Regions from separate parts of the Anas platyrhynchos genome. Here region 1 is linked to region 2. Evidence: chromatin contacts called from public Hi-C data. All regions are on one chromosome and are shown on one strand. Each heading gives the region's core, a stretch centred on a gene start, on an enhancer-like site or on the middle of the called end of the contact. The rest is flanking DNA. Distances are from core to core; before and after follow the strand shown.

Evidence for each region. A called contact is a pair of places that touch in the nucleus more often than the background predicts.
Region 1: a contact with region 2 is called in a Hi-C map of subcutaneous adipose tissue, with 2.3 times the contacts expected there. The contact joins the promoter of MCUR1 here to the enhancer-like site in region 2. A contact is called at or near these places in 2 of 8 Hi-C or Micro-C datasets (F1 follicle and subcutaneous adipose tissue).

Annotation. Positions count from the first base shown.
Region 1 is chr2:108,120,526-108,123,225 of IASCAAS_PekinDuck_T2T, forward strand. MCUR1 (mitochondrial calcium uniporter regulator 1) reads left to right here and starts at 1,263. Exons shown (of 9, transcript XM_027451247.3): 1 at 1,263-1,472; 2 at 1,742-1,855. The coding sequence starts at 1,373. LOC140001556 (a long non-coding RNA gene) reads left to right here. Exons shown (of 3, transcript XR_011806874.1): 3 at 440-1,148.
Region 2 is chr2:108,049,594-108,052,293 of IASCAAS_PekinDuck_T2T, forward strand. No RefSeq gene overlaps it. Among named protein-coding and RNA genes, the nearest start is that of CD83, 7.7 kb to the left of the region's middle. Within about 2 kb of position 1,383, at least 1 of the 8 cell types and tissues checked has an H3K27ac peak or open chromatin away from gene starts, as enhancers often do. A contact at or near this core is called in subcutaneous adipose tissue, where this site is marked.

The DNA of each region.
Region 1 (2,700 bases), core at 13-2,512, 71 kb after region 2:
CTGTTCTGTTTACAGATAGAAACAAGATCCCCTTGCCAGTCTCTTTTCAACCTCCTGTGACAGCAAAGTCCCTTCGCTCCTCTTAACGCTCCTGTTGACACGAGGTGATCACTGTGAATATGCACTCATCCTTCCTGTACTGCAGTGACTAGTGCTGTCATTTGAAATGCAGCTATACTGGAGGGGCAATAACACTACTGAAAATACCATGCTTGTTATATCCTAGGGTTGCCTTTGCTTTCTTTGCAGCCGTCGCTGAAGTTGGAAATACCTCACAGAGTTCGTTTCACCCTCCCCTCTAATTTTCACGTGAACAGCTCCCACAGCACAGCAGATATCATTATTAGTCATTATTTTGTACTTAGCATTACTTTGCCATTTCCACCATGCCGCTTTTAAAAATAATTCCTTCTTTGCCGATTCCATTGTTGTGACCTAGGAGGGGGTTGTAACTCCATGGATTAGTGAACACTGCATGCCTGCGAGGGTCAACATTTTGGGATCCTGAGCGTGCAACCTTCTGCACATCTTTCATTTGTAGCCTCTAAGGAGGAGGTAACGACTTCCACGGGACAACACTGAGGAGGCCAAAATGGGGAAAATTGTCCAAGCTGATTCCTGACATGAAGAGAAAAGGTTGCCTGCTCTGGGAGACCTCCGTAGGCAGCGGCTATGACTTTGCTCCCCTTAGAGAAGGTGAAGATGGGCACCAGCACGGACTTGACCCTGGATGAGCTGGCTGAAGGAGGTCATCTAGACAACTAGGAGGTCATCTAGACAAGACCAAGACAACCGCTTGCACTCATACATGCCAGGAATTACTGCCAGGCTAACGCCAGGCCCCGGGCACGCAGCATCCACGCAGAGGCAATGCCCATTAGGCAAGTTTCTGCTGTGTGCTGCGGGGGTTCAGCTGTCCTCACAAAGACACACACCAACGATTTGATCCGTGTATCGATTTATTGCAATCACTGATTTGGGGATGAGGAAGCAAAGGTGCTGGAAAGTAAGCTCCCTGTGAGGGAAGTGCTGCTTGAGGAGGGACGGTGCTCGGAGCACACTTCCTCTCATCTTAGCTCTCTGTAAATATCAAGTACATTTCCTTTAAAAGCAGAACATGCACAAAACAAGTGATGTCTGTCTGTCTGTCTGTCTGTCTCTGTCCGTCCCCACCACCCCCAAACTCCCGCCGGAGCCGCCCGCCCGCTTCGCTTTCCCCTCCACCACCGCGCCGCCAACCACAAAGCCAACCCCCGGATGCGGAAGCGGGCGGCGGGCCGTGGCGGAAGGGTAGGCGGCGGGGCAGGGAGCCCAGCCATGGCTTTCCGGTAGCGGCGGCTTCCCCTCCTCCCTCCGGTCGGCACCGGGAGCCATGGCCCGGGCCCCGGCGGCCGTGAGCGGCGGGAGGCGGGCGCTGCTGGTGCTGCGGCCTCGAGGCGCCCTCCCGCACCGTGCCGCCGCCGCCGCGTCACGTGAGCGCCGCGCGCCCCTCGCTCGGGGGGGGGCGGGGGGAGAAGGGCAGAGGAGGGTGGTGAGGGGACGGGACGGGGGGGCACGTCTCGGGGTTGGCGGTAAAGCCCATCGCAGCCTGTCGCGATAGCCAAAAGGCGTGCGTTGCTTAACACATGGCGTCGTTAGGATGCTCGTAGGGAGCTCCCCAGTCGGGTGGGTGCTCCTCGGTTGGCCGTTTCCTCATAAAAATGTGGGTTTTTTTCGTTGTTTTTTCTTCCCCCCCCTCCAGGTGTCAGCACCTCAGCGCCAGGGTCCTCGCAGGGCAAGGGCAGCGCCTCCCTGCTGGGCAGCAGGAGGCTCTTCTTCGACACTCATGCGCTGGTGTGCCTCTTGGAAGAGAATGGTAACGTGCCCCGAACACGCAGCTTATCGTCCATAAGGGCTTTATGCAGAACTGCCTGGCGAATTGCCTCCCCTCGACCTGTGGTGTTAGAGGTTTGGGTTATGCGTTGTCTTCTGTGCCTTCTGGGTGCCAGCATCTTCAGGGAACAGAGCCTTGAAGCATGGTGATAACGCCCCAGTTGTCTGTCCTGGTACACCCAGCAGCCTTGTGGTGTCTAGCTGCCTGCCCTGCTAAACCGCAGCGATGCACAACAACGTCCTGTAATAGGACTGGAGACGGGCTGCCCCAAAAAAATGCAGCTTTGGAGTGTAGAACAAAAAATACAGCTCTTCTTATGCTATGACATAATGCAGTAGATTATTTTCATTTCAGTGTGATGTTACTGAGGTGGGGAAGGTCAGCACAGCTCGCTTTTCAGGAGAGGTCCCACTCCCTTTCCCCCAAACGTGTGATTGCATCTCTTTACGTGTGCCAACCTCGTTCTCAGGAAATTATACAGCTCTTTGCTTGATTAGTATTCGGAGACATTAGTTTAATGAGCTCACAGAGCAGTTGTGTGAGCACCAAGACTCATATAAAGTGGCACGAGGAGGGGAAAGAATAGAGTGAGGAGGGGTGTCTCCTTCTGGCAATGGCAAATGATTAAATCAGCTCAGCTATTGAAAGGAGCTTGCTTTCAAACCTCATTGCTGCTTTCTGACACTAACCTGCTACGTATTTGAAACAATCATCCTCTCCATAATTATTAAATCTTGTTCATGACACTTTCTCCTACGTTTTGAAAGTAGGAAAGTTGAGAGTATTTCTAGGGACTATGTTTTACAATGGTTCACAACGTACTCAGT
Region 2 (2,700 bases), core at 133-2,632:
TATCTCCTGCTACTGTTACATTTCTTGCCCTTTCAGCAATTCTGATCTCCATCAGTATGTAATAGATACAGACATTTGATCTAACCTTGGAATAGCGTGTTTCTTAGGCCTAGGATATCAGACTATACAGATTCTCTGCTGCTTGTAAACATAATTAGTTTATTACTTTCATTTGGCATAAAGTTTTCTCTAATATACATTACTATTTCTCTTCTGCTGTTGTCTCCTGTTTCACAAAACTGTTGTTATTCACTGGAGGATAAAGCTTCACTGACTGCCTCCACTCAGTATCTGCCATTCTGAATCATGTTTTAGCAACTGTCAGATTCTCCCTTTCTTCAATTAAAACCAAATAAATAAATAAAAATATCCTAACACCTTTTTAAGTGCCATCACTGGTTTCACTTTAGTTTACTTGAATCCAACTATATATGTTCTGAAAGTTTTTCCATTTTCTAATGAGTTCAGATCATTCAGATCCTCCAGAACCACCCATTGAGAATCTGTTTCCCCCAGTTCAGCCCTGCTTATCATATGGGAGGCATCCCAAATTAATCTGCTATGGAGCTCCTGGCATCCAGCTAACTATCTGACTGCATGTATTTTGCCTCCAGAAGCCCTCTCAGGAATGCTGATGGAAATGGCCGTTTGTAAATGCGTACTGTTACATTGCTTTGCCCTCAGGTATGCTTCAGATCTTCCATTTTTTAGATTGGAAAGACATTTTACTGATGTTTTGGTTCAACTGCTTTGAACAGAGACATTCCACAGAAGTCAGAAATTAGGACCTGAAAACATGAGACCTTATGCTAACAGCACTTTAGAAGTTTAAATATGTAAATATGTTGGGTCTCTTTGCTTACACTTCTTCTGTATGGTGACACTTGGTCCTCCATTCTGCTTTAGCCTTTAAAGCAAAGACCTGCTCCCTGAGGCCTGAGAGCTCCACACTTGTGGCAGACAACAAGATTGAGACAGCAACAGCAAAACGTCATCATCCCACAAGGACTGTGAACTGCCAGATGTGTAGCTGTCAGTGGAACAGCAACTTCATTGGGGGTGTCCTAGAATGGAGACCAGCCTGTCTGGAGATGAGGGACCAGGAAAACTAGACAAGGGAACATGCTCATCTGCATTCCTATGAAATTTCTGAGAACTCATTTGCCCCAGTAGGATATCAGGCTCTCCAACATCTCAGCTCAGACAGCCTCCCCCTTTCCTTCAGCCCAAGGCTCTGCATATGAGCTGTCGTCAGCAAAACTTTTAATTATAACAATGATGTATGTAAGATGGAAAGGGGAAGCACTGTTTCTTGAGTGGGAGGTTAAGGAAACAGGTGACGCATGGTGGGAGGATGAGCAGTGAGAAATGGAGAAATGAAAAATAGAAAGTTTTCACTAGAGCTGTGACAAATATAGGCTCCTCTAAGTGTAATGGAACAAGACGACAAAGTGGGCAGACACAATTTCGTGGCCTTTTGAAAGAGGAAGGAGTGACATGCATACATTTGAAGATACTAAACTGACTTTTGTCCTGAAACTCTTAAGCTCTGGGGGTTCATGCTGAGGTGATTTTAAAATGCTTCTTGTCCAAGTTGCCCATTCATTGCCACAGATTATTGCCCCATCACTGTTTCATCAGAAGTAGTAGTGTGCCCACGCTGTAGGCAACAGACTGATATATTGACACAAGCTGAGGTGGCTGCGGCTAATTCAGTTCACTAAGATGAGGACTGTGGTGGCCAAGGGCTCTTGTTGATCCCTATCAGACTTAGTGCAACAGGTCACCAGCTGAGGTCAGGAACCTCCTGAGCCATCACAGCCTAACCAGACAAGTGCCAAGATTTGCCAAGAGCGTGCTAGAAGAGCCTGGACACCATTTTAGACAATTTGCTTGTTTTTAGGTCTCCTTTCCTGTACTTTTCACAAACTCATCTGTCACTCTTTCTTGCAGAAGGCATTGTGGAAGGTTTACAAAAGCCCTGTAAGTTTGATTTTGGTTCTGTTGTCTTTCGTTTGCATGCTGAGTAGTGCAGGCAGGAAGTAACCCCCTGATATGATTTGGAGAAGAGCACCAGTGCAATGAAGGCCAGCAGCTCCTTCAGAGCCGGGCAGCAAGCCCAGGCCAGCAGTGCCTAACCCAGCAGCAGGGCCCATCCCACCACCCTGGCCATGAGTGGGACAAGGCTGTGAGGATCTGGAGGCCAGCCCTACTGCAACATCACTGGGGCAGGGGCTCATGGCCCCAGGGGCTGAAATGTGGTCTAGGGCCATGGGTAGGGTGTGGGGAGCGCCTCGGAGTAGTCAGGGGTATTGCAGCTAGTGGTGCCCTAGAGGCCATGACAATAGCATTGACCAAGATTGGTACTTTTGATCATCTCTGCTTGTATGAAGAGTTATAGAGAAAAAGACCTGTTCCAGCAAACAGGTGAGTAGCATAACTAAGTTGAATCCACTGTAAACAACCTTGCTCAGTGCAAATTCCCACTTAGAAGCCAAAAAGATGCCAGCCCTGCAGTTGGTGGCAGCTCTGCTTCTGGAGATTTGCTTTAGCTTTGGCTGTAGCTATCCTAGCATGTGGTAGGAGGAGCTGCTGCTAAATGGCGAGTAGTCCCACAAGAGTCATGGCTAATGGCTCCTGCTCAGTTAGATAATCAACCATTTAATAAAGGGTGAGCTTCCACCTCTTTACTTCCATGGG